4 separate regions of the Mus musculus genome follow, and regions 2, 3 and 4 are each linked to region 1. Evidence: chromatin contacts called from public HiChIP or PLAC-seq data. All regions are on one chromosome and are shown on one strand. The core of a region is the stretch at or near the end of the contact, and the rest is flanking DNA. Distances in the headings are between cores, read along the strand shown.

Region 1 (3,103 bases), core at 507-3,006:
TATTGTAGGACTATGTCTATCACAGGACAGATCCTGATAAGCAGTCCGTGAAAGACAGACAGCAGCTGGCTGGCAGAGATGAGAGCTCTGTCTCACTGCCAGTTGCTACTTTCATCGGATCACCAAGCATGCAGTAAGTACCTACTCAAGGCATAGAATTCACAACACAATGCTTGCATCTACCACTTGTTCATGACTGTCCTTCCTTTTCATGCCTGTTATTCTAGACTCAGGTGACCAACTAGCAGTGCCCCAGATGGTTTACTGTCTCCCAGTTTAAAAAGCAAGCCAGTGTTTACCCCAGTCAGTCCAACATGCCAGCCCTTCTGTGGATTAAATTCTGGATTTTAAAAGCCTCAGTCATATGAATTCCCCTATGATCTATAAAGAATTCTTGTTTATCTCCTTGAAAACAAGTATGCTTCTTTCCTCCTTAAATTTAGGTAGGGACTGAATGCCAGTGGCTTTGTGGAGGTTTGATTAAGAAATATCTCCCATAGGCTACTGTATTTGAATATTTGGTCCCATCACTACTCGTGGTGTTAGGTGGGGACATTATATAATACAGCCTTGCTGAAGGAAGCATATTACTGTGGGTGAACTTTGAGGGTTTATAGCCTCAAAGCCTTCGAGATCTATCTCTCTACTTCCTGTGTGTACATAAAGAAGTGATCACCAGCCTGCAGTTCCTATCATCCTGCTATGCCTTCCTGGACATTAGGACTCTCCCTATAGGACTCTAAGGTAAAATAAACTCTCCTGTAAGTTGCTTTTGGTCATGGCATTTCGTCACAGCAACAGGAATGTAACTAATTGAGGCTGCTAACCCTCCTGATTACATTGCTGCTTCCCACTGGCTCTGCAAGAACAAAGCAAGTTCATGGAAACATAAGCATTTTTCTTTGCAGAAGGAGAAGGTTGATTGTGCAGCTTCTAGTCACAGCCTCTCTAGGGAAGGACTGACTGGCCTTGTGGCCTTGAATCACTTCACAGGCTGTTGTCTACACTCTCTGTCAAGTTGACCTTTTTAAAGCCACATTATTTACTTCTGGCTGTGGATGTATTGATTTTTATAAGCCTTCTCAGAGAGTGCCTGCACATCTCCTTGAATCAAACACAATTACTTGATACACAATAAAATAAAGCAGTGCAGGGCAGATTCAGAGCCTTCTGTGAAGTACATGATAGTCTCTGGAACAGAAGACAATTGACTATTTACTGCATTAATTAATTAATTAATTAATTAATTGTGAGGGGGCTGCACATATGTCATGGTTTGTGTTTGTGTGTGTGTGTGTGTGTGTACAGGTCAGAGAACAACTTTTGTTAGTTGGTTCTTTCCACCAAGTAGGCCCCAAGTTAGAAGCAAATGGTTTGACCAACTGAGCAATCTTGTAGGCCTCAATTCGTTATTTAAAAAGAAAATGGTGGGAACTTTTAGAACGTATTACCTTAAAAGACTAGCTTTCACCAACCAAATGGCTATGAATGGAAAATAGACAGATAGCACCTTAGCTCATAGCATAGATTTTCCTACTCTACTCCTAATCCACAGACCTAATGTTTCCAAAAATGTATTTAAAATGTGCCTTGATTTATGACTTTCTTTGTTACTATAAAATTTTACCCAACTGTTACCACATGAAAATTAGAGTAGCTTATATCAGCTTCTGGCACATGGTTGTTGGGCCCTATATGGTCCTGGTTTGTGCCTTAAGGGCAAACCCAAGCCTGGCTCCAGTTTTGAAAACTGTCTCAGTCACTTCTGTACTGAAGTGACTCAGCACAACCTCCTTTGCCTAGCTACTGCTGACTTAACTTTGTTGGCTGTCAGTCACCAATTCCTTTCATCACCTTTCCCCTCCCCCTATCTCATCTCAACTCAGCAAAAACAAAACAAAACAAAACAAAAACAAAAACCCACCTCCTCTATCAGCCCTTTATATATATATATAAATAATAAATATATATATATATTTAAACAAGTTCCTGCTTCAAGAGACTCCCAGCTCGGGGTGGTTATTTTCCAGATGGGTAGAAGATCTGAACTGCAACAATTCACCATCCTGCTTCAGCCCTGGCTGGACAGGGCTCTCTCCTCTCAGCCTGCCAGCAGAGAGCCATCACATGGTCACTTATATTTAGTTCCAAGGCAAACTAACTCTTCTGCCCTTTGTGGGCATAGTTGTACTTACTTGGACAATCCCCTTATTCCTAGGTGTGCTGGGTGTGTTAGTTTGAATGAGAATGGCATTCATAGGCTAATATGTTTAAATTCTTGGCCTTCAGATGGGGGTCTGGGAAGGTTTAGGAGGTGTGACCTTGTTGGAAGAGATGTGTCACTGGGGGTGGACTTTCAGGTTTCAAAAGACTCACTATTCTTAGTGTCTCTCCCTGTGCCTCATGGTCTCAAGATGTGCATGCTCGGCTGTTGCTCCAGAACGGTGCCTGCTGACATGCTCTGTGCCATGATTGTCAAGGCCTCTAACCCTATAGAACCATAAGCTTCAGACTAGATCCTTTCTAAGTTACCTTAGTCATGGTGTTTTATCACAGCAACAGAAAAGTAGGACATTTGGGCCCTCACACCTCACCTCATACTGAGAACCCCAGATACTGTTTGTGACAAAACAAAACAAAACAAAACAAAACAAAGCAACAACAACAACAACAAAAAGCCCCAGCAGAATAAATATTACCCCATGTTAGAAAACCATCAAGGAACCAGGTCCTACAATAGAGAAGGCTGCAAGCAGGACAAATACTCCCAAGCTCTGCTGCCACCAGACTCCAAATCCCACTCCAGAGAAAGACTGTCACATAGCCTCAGTCATGTATATCCATCCCTGTTCTCACACCCTGTCACATAGTAGAGATCTCAGATTACATTTGCTCCCTAGTGGAGATACAGAGGCATCCAGTGACTTCTCAAGTCCCTTCTTGAAGGGTTTTGACATAAGGTTAAGATTTTAAAATGGAGCAAGAAGTATAAATAAGAAGTCTTGGTTAAGATGTGGTTCTATCTATCAATGGCCTCTTGTTGTTAAGTTCTAGTCATTCTTGGGAAGGGATCTGACAAGCTGTCACGACTGTGAGAGACTTC
Region 2 (3,327 bases), core at 90-2,589, 650 kb after region 1:
AGAAGATAAAGCTTTGTGGAGAGAATGCACTTGGTCATCTGCAGTTATTCGAGGTCTCCGGATCCCTAACAAAATAAGTGATCCTGGTCACCAAGACTAAAGGTCCCAGGGTTTCTCCTCCGGCAACAGCTTTGGTGACTCATTTGAAAAACTCAAAGAAGGAATAAAGGACTATGGAGAGCAGGGAAGCTGCAGTCCCTCGCTCGGAGAGAAGGAAAGGAGATCGGGAACGGTTTAAAGCAGCACTTTCCTGCAAGTCTTTCTTGAGCTCTCTGTAAGCCTGGAACTATGGGTTTAGTATAGGCAAGAGGAAACGGAAGCGGAGCCAGAGGGCCCCAAATCTTCCTCAAGGCGCCGTCCCTGCATTTAAGAGCCTTTGGGAAAAGGGAAACAGAAAGGATTTTTTCATTCCTTTATTAGAAAACACAAACGAAACTACTTCTTTCTGGGCTGGGAAATTGCCACTGTTGTGTTCCTAGGCACCTGCTGATGGCAAGAACTCCTCTTGGGAAGGGACGAGGTCAGTGGGTTGAGTATCCCTGAAAAGATGGGAGTGCCTTTTCCTGGGATTTGGAAAAACTGATTCGCTTACTTTGAGACTCCCTGAATCCTGTGTATGTGTCAGCTCTCACCCACTCCAAGAAGTTTCTGTTCGTTTTATTTATTTAATTTTTCTCAGCCTGAGGTCCTCAGTGATAGATTCCAGCGTGGATTTTAATTGCTTCAATCAGCAGCCTTTCTCTTCAGCCGTCAGTCAAAACCTGGACGATGGGTCTGGGGACCCAGGCATGACTGCACAGAAACCGTACGACCCCCACCCCCACCCCCCAGGCTGGCTCAGCTCAGCAGGCAGACATTAGGCTCTGCTAAGGAGATGAAATGAGTTCGTTGGTGTGGAAGCGGTCCACCTTCCTCCCTCCTTGGTTCCTTCCCCAAGCTTTGGAGCTCTTCCTGATTGAGGCCAGGTGGCCTGGGCTCTTGAGGTCACAGCGACCTCAGCACTGGTTTGGAGGAAGGCGGGCGCGAGAACCACTTTTGCTCGGCAGCAGCCAGAGACAGCCCTCAAACAATGAGCCAATCGATGCACACGTGAAATTGCCCTCGGCCACCATTCCAATCTTGCCAAGGTCTCCCTGTCCCTGGGGTCACCTAGGCCAGCGTGCTGAGGGCTGTGGTAGCACCCTGGACAGCGCGTTCCGGCAGAAGCAGACCTGGAGCGCCTGTGGCTGGGTCAGCACTACGCAGGCACGCCTCCCTCCCCCGCATCTGACTCGCACCTCACGACCCAGCGCCTCCATTTCCCTTCCGTCACTCTCTCATCTCCCCACCAAGCTCCCTCTCCCTAAAAATCTCTTGGGCCCTTTCCACTTTCCAATCTCCAGACTGCGAGGATCACGGCTACTCCCCCCATTTAACCTCGGCGGCGCAGAGCACAGCAGCGCGTCCCTGCGCCCTGACTGGAACATACAAACACGCACGAGCACTGGCATACGCAGACAGCACGTTTCCTGTCCCTGTGTGACACCCACCCTCGTCGCGCTGCCGCTCCAGCCCTCGCGCGGTGCCCTTCTCCCGCCACACGTACTCGCACACGCACGCACTCTCGTGCAGGGTCGAGGCAAAGGCAGCTTGCCACAGCCACTTGGAGGCGACCAGCGCCAGTCTAGCAGAACCCATGGCGTCTCCTGGCTCCGGCTTTTGGTCCTTCGGATCTGAAGATGGCTCTGCGGATCCTGAGAACCCGGGCACAGGTAGGAAAATCAGGACCTGCAGCGGGAGAGCTTTGTGGGTGGTTTAGGGTTTGCAGGGCTAGGCTGATCATCAAAGCTTTGACATCTGCAACAGGAAACTTATTCGGGCGCTTCGCCCGGCTCTCTGGGTTAAGTCCGTAACTGTGTGAGAACACCAACCCCCCCCCCCACCCAGTCCTTTGTCCCCCAGGGAAAAAGCCCAGGGTTGTCTAGGCCCCTTCCCCTAAACATAGGCTCCTGAAAGACTGCAGCGTCTGCGGGAGTCAGAAATCAAAGATCTAGGCTTTGCCTCGGGACGTCTAGACCCTGGGCAGGGAAAGACAAAATGGGAGCAGGAAAGAGTTTGGGGTCTGAAAGGCAAGCGCGGTGAGAAACAAACAGCCTCGGGTTTAGGAAAGGCAGCCCAGGTGAGGGCAGGGAGAGTCTGGAAACCCGAGAACCTGGCGAACAAAGTGCAAAGGGCGGCGTTGTGAGCTGCTTTCTTTCTGGGACACCGCAAGGAAAGGGCTGGCCCCGGCGTCAGATTCCCTCGGACTCCCCCACCTGCTGAAAGCAGAGTCGCTAGCTGGTGGCTGCTTCGAGTTTGGCGCCGGGCCCCCAGACTCTGGACTTAAAGACCTGGTTCACTTGGAACGAAAATTCTCACTCGCCCGTCTGTTTTCTTTCCGATTCGCTTTTCCCTGCCTGGCGATTGCAGCGAGAGCGTGGTGCCAGGTGGCCCAAAAGTTCACGGGCGGCATCGGAAACAAGCTGTGCGGTGAGTGGTGGCACTGAATGGGAGAAGGGCTGGCAAGGTCGGGGGCCCGCGGCTGGCGGGAGCAAAGTCGTGGGCTCCCCTCTGAGCCTGCAGCCTAGGTTGGACGAATCCCTGGGTTGCCGGGTGGGTGGGGATGTAGGAGCGGAGACTACCGCCAGCTGACTCAGGTCCCGCGTTCCGTGTCTTTGTCCAGCTCTGCTCTATGGAGACTCCGGGAAGCCAGCGGAGGGCGGCGGGAGCGTGACCTCGCGGGCCGCCACCGGGAAGGTCGCCTGCACCTGCGACCAAAAACCCTGCAACTGCCCCAAAGGGGATGTCAACTACGCGTTTCTGCACGCAACAGGTAAATGGGCCGGCTGGCCAGGACCACGCTCCACCCCGCAGACATCTGACCCTCCAAATGGATGTCGGGGTGAGGATTCTGAGGATCTTCCACAGAATTGAAAGGACGTGGGGTTTGTGGGCTGGAGGGCACCGAGGCCCTGGCCTTCCCCAACCAGAATCAGTGGCCAAGCGCCCTGCACTGCGCAGCCTCGATAGTTGGAGGTGGCAGTGTGTACCTTGGTAGGCTTCTTGGTGCTGCCCAAGCCTCTGAGTAGCACAAATTTCCAAAATACCCTACAAAGTAGTTCAAGTAGTTCGGAATTGCAGGGATTTTTAGGTGTTCGACTGGATCCAAAGTAGTTTGTAACCGTGATTTCAACAAGGAACGATCCTGTTTACCCAAGCCCAAGGCGCTAAATTTTACCTACGCATGCATAACTCCCAGGCTCACAAACAGCGGGTGAGCGCGCGCGCGCGCACACACACACACACACA
Region 3 (3,329 bases), core at 154-2,653, 920 kb after region 1:
TGATTTTGTGTCTGTGTTGGTAATGAGGGTCTAACCTGGGACTTGACTATACTAGGAACGTGCTCTTTTGCTTATACCACAACCCACTACAACTTCTTTTTAAGAGCCAGGGCTTTTGTTTTAATCTGGATAATTTTTACATTAAAAAATGCCCAGCAGAATTGTGGATTGCTATCCTTCTCCCTGTGGGTTATTCCTGTTGCCCTACCTGCAAAGGAAGATTACCAATAACAATATACCACAGGTCATAACATTGTCAAAAGAACATGAAAGTATTTATTGCTACACTTATCTAGGCAAAGCCTACCTATTTGATTATTTCATTCACTCATTCATTAAGTAATTTGTGGTGTTGGGATGGAACCCAGGATGTTGTGCATGCTAGGAAAACACCCAACCACTCAGTCAAAACCCTAAACAGCAAACGTTTTATTTTGACAAGTTTCATACATGTATAACCTCCATTTTTAACATAGAAACCTAATAAGAAAATAATGAGCTCAACTTTAGGGTTAACCCTCTTTAAGTGTGTTGCAAACAAGAAAAAAAATTATGATTCAGAAAATTACAGCTGGTTTATTTCTTCCTAGGAGGGAGACTGGGAGGAGAGGGGGGTCGAGATGTAAAATGAATTAATGAATGAATGGGAAAAAAAACATCAACATGGGAAGGCAGTAAACTTCTTCAGTCTCCCCAGCGCTTGCCTCTCATTGCCTCCACCTAAGATTATGGCGTAAGATTATTACGAGCATGTATAATCATTTGATGAAAGTGTTATAAAAATGCTGTTTCAACTTCGGAATAAATCCGACATGCGACAGGCAAAATGAACAAATGAAACAACGACAATAAAAACATTTTCTTGAGCATCCTGAGCTGCACTGTATGCATTAGCAAATAGAGTTGGAAATGGGGACGCAGGTCGGTAATCTCAGCAGCAATAGGCTGAGGCAGGATGGTCAATTTGAACCCAATCTGGTCTATACAAAGCCAATCTGGTCTACACGGCGAGATAAGATAACGAAAAAAAATTAATTTTGCGTAGTTCATTACATCCAAGGGTTGGTCTCCCATATCCAGACATGAACAAAACCGCTAAACTATGCATGTATACATCTCTAAGGCTTTCAGGATAGAGTCCAAAAGCTAAGAGATAAGGTCAACTTAGCTTCTGTTACACAATAACCCACAGCGTAGACTAATTAGAGGAAGTTGGCACGTCCACTCGGAGCTTGGCATTGCGAAAACAATGGCCTCAGGGTTAGCAGGTACCGGAACCAGATTTCTGCACGCTTTGTCCCGCGTAGGACAACAGTTCGGACGCACATTTCTGGATAAAAGCGGACGCGGCTCCCGACTAGAGCCAGTGGCTCCGAGGAGGGTTGAAGAGGACAGGCGACCGGGTGGGGAACAGGGTGCGGCTTCGCGCTTCCGGTGCCCAGCTTCCGGCTCCGGGTTTGGGCTTGGGGCAGAGGCGGAGCTACGGCCCGCCGCGACTTTCAGACTTGAACCATGGCTATGCGCTGGTCGTGCTGGCGGCGTGGCTGCTCCTGGAGGCCGACCGCGGTCGGGAGCCCGCGGCGGGAACGACCTGGCTGTGTGGAGCCTCTCGGAACACGTGCCGCCTCGGACACCCGCGCGCAGGTGAGGCCGGGACGCGCGCGCTGTCCGCGGCGTAGAGGTCACCATGCCAATGACAGCCGGCGATCCAATGAATGGGAGGATGCGCACGTGCGCCGGGGCCTGCAGTCCCCACTGGGTGGGACACCCGGGAAGTGGGACTAGTCGCGGGGCCAGAAGTGCGGAGCTGCTGATCGGGCATCCAGAAGACATTGGGGTTGAGGTAGAGGGAGCGGCGGAGCGCAGCCCTGTTAAGCCGGGGCTACCCGGGTGTGTCGAGAGGACAACCAGAGCCAAAGGGACCTCTGCTTTCACTTTCCTAGCAATTTCGGGTTTCGGATCCAGTTAGCCTCAAAATTCGGAAAGGGTGTTGTAGCGACGCAAAGTGATGCTAGCCAGGGTGGACTTCAGTGCTGCAGGTGCTTACAAGAGAACGCACGCCTGAAAGGCGCTGGAAGGACACTAGAAGGAGAAGAGCCGAAGGGTGTCATGAGAGACCTATGACTTCTTTGAAGTAAAATCATTATCTAATTAGTAATTGCGGATTCTTAAAACTGTCTCCTACTGCGTTTGATTACAAATTCATTTTCTTTTGGTTTTTAGCCCTGTAAATGACTCTCGCTTCTGTGTGAGTTGGGTCAGTCCGTGCCGTGCTTTACCTGGCAGTATCTGCAGACTGACTTTTGAAGTTAGTGTTTTTTTCACTTTGGGTTTTGGAGACCTTTCCGGCCACCGAGTAATTGTATAAGTAATTCATCTTTCATTTTAAAAATAATCACCCACCTCTTAAATTTTAGTACTATTTGGTACATTTCATATGTCAGTGTACTTATCAAACTCTATACTAGGAGGAGATGTGTAACATTTATAAATATGTGGCTTGTACTAAACAAGATGCATAAAACGGATTATCCAAAAAAGAATTTGGAGAGAAAATGCAAGCTGCTCTAAATAGAAAGAATAACAAATAAGAGAAAGAGAGCATGTAGGAAGAATCTTAGAGGAAGATAGGCTTTGTAGGGATCCATTTTGATACTGCAAGCTAGACTTTAGAGGGTTTGGGGTTTTATCTCTATAGAAAGGAAGGAAGGAAGGAAGGAAGGAAGGAAGGAAGGAAGGAAGGAAGGAGAAAAAGGAAAGGAAAAAGAAAAGAAACCTCACCTGTGAAAAGAGTTTTTCTGGAAAGAATCTTTGTCATTGGCATCCATATCCGTTTCCTTGAGCAAAAAGGGAGACTACTTGACCGTCCAACATCATGTTTTTCTCATTCATGTGTTAACTTTCTACTATAAACATATTTAGAATTCAGGTGTCTACTTCAGACATGAGTGCTTTCATTACTTCAGGTCTCTCAAGGACTACAAGACTTAAGGACAATTATTAAAACAAATTTGTTTCTCCAACATAGTATCGTACTGTAGCCCAGAGTAGCCTAGAACTTACTGTCAAGCTAAGCATGGCCCCAGATACATTATAGTAGTCCTGCCTCAGTTTCCACCCCCATCCCTATCCCTATAGCAGTGCATTAGACCTAAGCAACCACACCCGATTTTGTCATTAATTCATATTGAGCACTTTCTCTTATTTTAAAAAGTCAATTCTCAACTAGGTCTGTAATACTAGCATTTGTTAGAAATCAGGAGTTCAAGGTAATCTTTGGCTACAGAGTGAGTTGAATGCCAAACTGGGCTGTATGAGACTTTAAAAAC
Region 4 (3,064 bases), core at 272-2,771, 800 kb after region 1:
ACTCCTAACATCATTGGATGGCTCCTTTCATTTAGGTCCGACTCAAATGCTGGTCATAAGGTTGATCTTTTTCCACAACTCCAATTGACATAGAAGCCCTATCAGCATAACCATTACTTTATACCGTCACCTTTTATTCTTTCTCAGCATGTTGACTATGCAGTGTATTAGCTGTTTTCTGTGGAGTAGGGTGTGCCATCCAGCAAAGCAGCAATCCTTTCTGTTACTGCTGTTTATGTTCTTCTTAGACAAACTATATATAGTCTCCCATTGAGTACTGGAACTATCTGAAATTAATTATATGTCTAATTTATATCTTCATGTCTCCACCATTTTGCCTTACAGTGAACCCTTAAAGACACAGCTGTGTAGAGGAAGAGAAATTAACTCAATCATCATTTAAAATCATAATTGATTTTAGTGGCTGTATTTTCAGATCTCCCTAAACACTTTCTCTCAGAGTGAGTCCCAGTCAATCTTGTGATATACAAGCTATGAACAAACAAAATCATAAGAACAAAACCAGAAAGTGATCTTGGTGGCACATGAGAGGCAGGAGGATCTCTATATGTTCGAAGCCAGCCTGATATACATTGTAAGTTCGAGGACAGCCAGTGTGACAATTACACTCTGACTTTAAAAAATAAAGATGTTGGAGGGACCACAGCCCATCATCAGAGTAGTCTCCACTGAGAACAGACACCTGCTGAGCCCTTCCTTTACCTCCACCCAGGGAAAGATCTACTCTGGCACAAAGGCCATCACACTGCACCACTTCTCTGTCCACCCTAACTGGAACGTCCCCTTCTGGGCTGGTCCAGGAAGTCTTAGACAATGGCAGATTGAGGAAGTGCAGCGAGGGTTGAGGTAAAGACATAGAAGGCTGTTGCAAAATAAGCTGGCCCCTTTACCCTTTGTGGAACTTAATAGATTGGGATTGATCCACACGATGTGAAAATAAACGGAAGACAGGCCTCAACAGAAGCAGAGGGTCCTTTTATTAAAACAGTGAAAGGAGGCAGTCTTGGGGGAAGTGGAGGCTGCGCAGATGCTCAGGGAGCTTGACGGTTTTGTGGGGCAGAAAAGGGAACTTACATCTGTTCCGCTCAAGTCTCAAAATTGTAACCAACGTAGGTTGATATTTAGATCTCCTTGGGAACTAACTGCCTGCAGGTGTTACTGACTGGTGAACTCTCTTGTAGGGAGTTTCTCAGCTAATCTGAGACTTTTAGTCCTGAGCACCCCTTGAGCACTAACCCTTCAGACTAGCATCTGGGCGTTAGTCTCAGACTCTTACAAAGAACACAAGACCCACACAGATGAGAGAAGGCTTTCTCTGACCTTAGGGCAGGAAGTGTTTTCTTCCAGGGGTGGACAGGGTTTGGAAAAAACAACCCGAACTTGCTAAACTTGCGGAGCCCTTTAGGCGGGGCTTGGTGTCTGTCTATTCTCCTCCAGGGCTTTGCTAGCTAGCACCTCCGTGCAAAGCCGAGAGTCTGCGCCGCCGGGTGGGCAGGGCTCAAAGCACTTCCTCCTCCCTGAGCCCACGTCCTCGCCTCGAGGCCGGTCCAGCCCAGAGGCGCCAACCACTCATCTCTGCTCATTCCGGTGCACTTAGGCTCAACCCGGCCCATCTCTGGCTCAGCCCCGCGCATCTCTGCACAGCCTCCTCGCATCTCTGCAAGCCCCCCTCGCACCCTCCTCCCAGCAGTCAAGGTAAGCGGCACCCTAGTCCTGCGCACGGGTTTGGGGTACTCAGGCTGCCACACTGCGTGTCCTATGGGGGTGGGGGAGACAACAGTTGTGGCACAGGTCCACGCACCGGCCACGTGAACACGCCCCCCCCCCCTTCCCCTGGCAGCCAGGAAGCTTCAGGTCCCCTGGGCACCTCTTGTGCTCTTGACCTGTGGCTCCCTCTTCTCCCCACTGCGTTTTGTTTTAACAGATTTTCTGCTTAAGAAATGTTACCAGGTCTCAGGGACCCCACATTAAATTGAGCTAATCTTGAAACAAAACATCCCCTGAGGCATTTTAGGGCACCTCACATTAAGTGGTAGTCTGAGGAGACTCATTTGAGAGTCAGAGGACACATAGCTCAAAGTGTTTCCCTTCATTTAAAACTTTAACTGCAGTTCTGCTTTTTGAAGCCTGTCTTTCCCTCTCAGTCTCCTTTTCTTTGTAAAAAATGTGGTAAGGATAAGTTTGAATACCAGACAAGGGTTTCCTAATTTAGTTTGGAGTGAAGATTCAGAAAATGCTTTATATATTGAAAGACAAGAATGCTCTTGTATACCACCACCACCACCACCACCACTGCCACCACCACCGCTAGAACCCCCAGTACAGGCCCCTCGCTCGGACTTTATCACGTGTACCTCTTCATTCCCCTTGGCGATGTATTTCTCAGCTTTCATACCAAGGTGCAGAGTGACATGTGCTCTCCTAGAGCGTCTCAGCATCTCTGTTCAAAGAGTAGTTTTGTGATGGGAACGCCGAGTAAAGGGGAAAACTGAGCAGACAAGAGGCTGTGGGTTTATCCTCCATACCGGCAGTGATATGGTGTGAACAAAAGCAAGTGCGCCAATCTGGGACTCCAAACTGAAACTTCAGAAAAGAAACTTTGGCTTTCATACTAAACCGAGGGTTTTGCCTTCTGGGCCTCCCTAAAATGGGAGCACGTGGGCCTGAAGAGGAATGCTGGCTAGCAAGATAGCAGAAGATAAGAAAAAGAGTCGCTTGTACCCAATGTCCTTCCAGGTGGTGTCTCCTGTCTGATCAGTGAACTCAGAGTCTAGCAAATGTAATGTCATCTTCAAACTATTAGCACTTAACTTGTAAATTCTTATAAATATTTGTGACCTTTCTGGTACTTGGTAGAGATTCCAGTTGTTGCTCTACATCTTTAGGATACTAGCACACAGAGATGAACTTAATTACATTATTTTAACCACACTGGAACTCGGGGATAAATGAGATTATACCACATAAGAATGGAGACACTAACAGTGCTCAGAAGGAATCCGGTGAATCACATGCTGCTTCAATCTTGTATTCAATTCCAGAG

What was found. HiChIP or PLAC-seq counts read pairs in DNA pulled down with a chosen protein or histone mark.
Region 2: a contact with region 1 is called in an H3K4me3 HiChIP or PLAC-seq map of embryonic stem cells, with 19 read pairs. The contact joins the promoter of Gad2 here to the enhancer-like site in region 1. A contact is called at or near these places in 14 of 39 promoter capture datasets (the 3T3-L1 cell line, the C10 cell line, cranial neural crest and 8 more), 15 of 484 Hi-C or Micro-C datasets (LSK cells, brain, cerebellar granule neurons and 7 more), 16 of 115 datasets of contacts at active chromatin or transcription factors (SST interneurons, VIP interneurons, craniofacial prominence and 9 more) and 3 of 9 other capture datasets (adipose tissue, liver and pancreatic islet).
Region 3: an H3K4me3 HiChIP or PLAC-seq map of embryonic stem cells shows a contact between it and region 1, with 5 times the contacts expected there. The contact joins the promoter of Pdss1 here to the enhancer-like site in region 1. A contact is called at or near these places in 9 of 39 promoter capture datasets (the HPC-7 cell line, the SN4741 cell line, cranial neural crest and 5 more) and 9 of 115 datasets of contacts at active chromatin or transcription factors (embryonic forebrain, embryonic hindbrain, embryonic stem cells and 1 more).
Region 4: an H3K27ac HiChIP or PLAC-seq map of embryonic stem cells shows a contact between it and region 1, with 7 times the contacts expected there. The contact joins the promoter of Apbb1ip here to the enhancer-like site in region 1. A contact is called at or near these places in 7 of 39 promoter capture datasets (the HPC-7 cell line, cranial neural crest, frontonasal cranial neural crest and 3 more), 1 of 484 Hi-C or Micro-C datasets (the G1E-ER4 cell line) and 3 of 115 datasets of contacts at active chromatin or transcription factors (embryonic limb bud, embryonic stem cells and forebrain).

Annotation. Positions count from the first base shown.
Region 1 is chr2:21,974,760-21,977,862 of GRCm38.p6, forward strand. No RefSeq gene overlaps it. Among named protein-coding and RNA genes, the nearest start is that of Gm39767, 12 kb to the left of the region's middle. Within about 2 kb of position 1,757, at least 11 of the 459 cell types and tissues checked have an H3K27ac peak or open chromatin away from gene starts, as enhancers often do. A contact at or near this core is called in the G1E-ER4 cell line and embryonic stem cells, where this site is marked.
Region 2 is chr2:22,620,988-22,624,314 of GRCm38.p6, forward strand. Gad2 (glutamic acid decarboxylase 2) reads left to right here and starts at 1,340. Exons shown (of 16, transcript NM_008078.2): 1 at 1,340-1,751; 2 at 2,449-2,508; 3 at 2,702-2,851. The coding sequence starts at 1,676.
Region 3 is chr2:22,894,119-22,897,447 of GRCm38.p6, forward strand. It overlaps Pdss1 (prenyl (solanesyl) diphosphate synthase, subunit 1), which reads left to right and starts at 1,404. Exons shown (of 11, transcript NM_019501.3): 1 at 1,404-1,644. The coding sequence starts at 1,513.
Region 4 is chr2:22,772,806-22,775,869 of GRCm38.p6, forward strand. Apbb1ip (amyloid beta (A4) precursor protein-binding, family B, member 1 interacting protein) reads left to right here and starts at 1,522. Exons shown (of 14, transcript NM_019456.2): 1 at 1,522-1,716.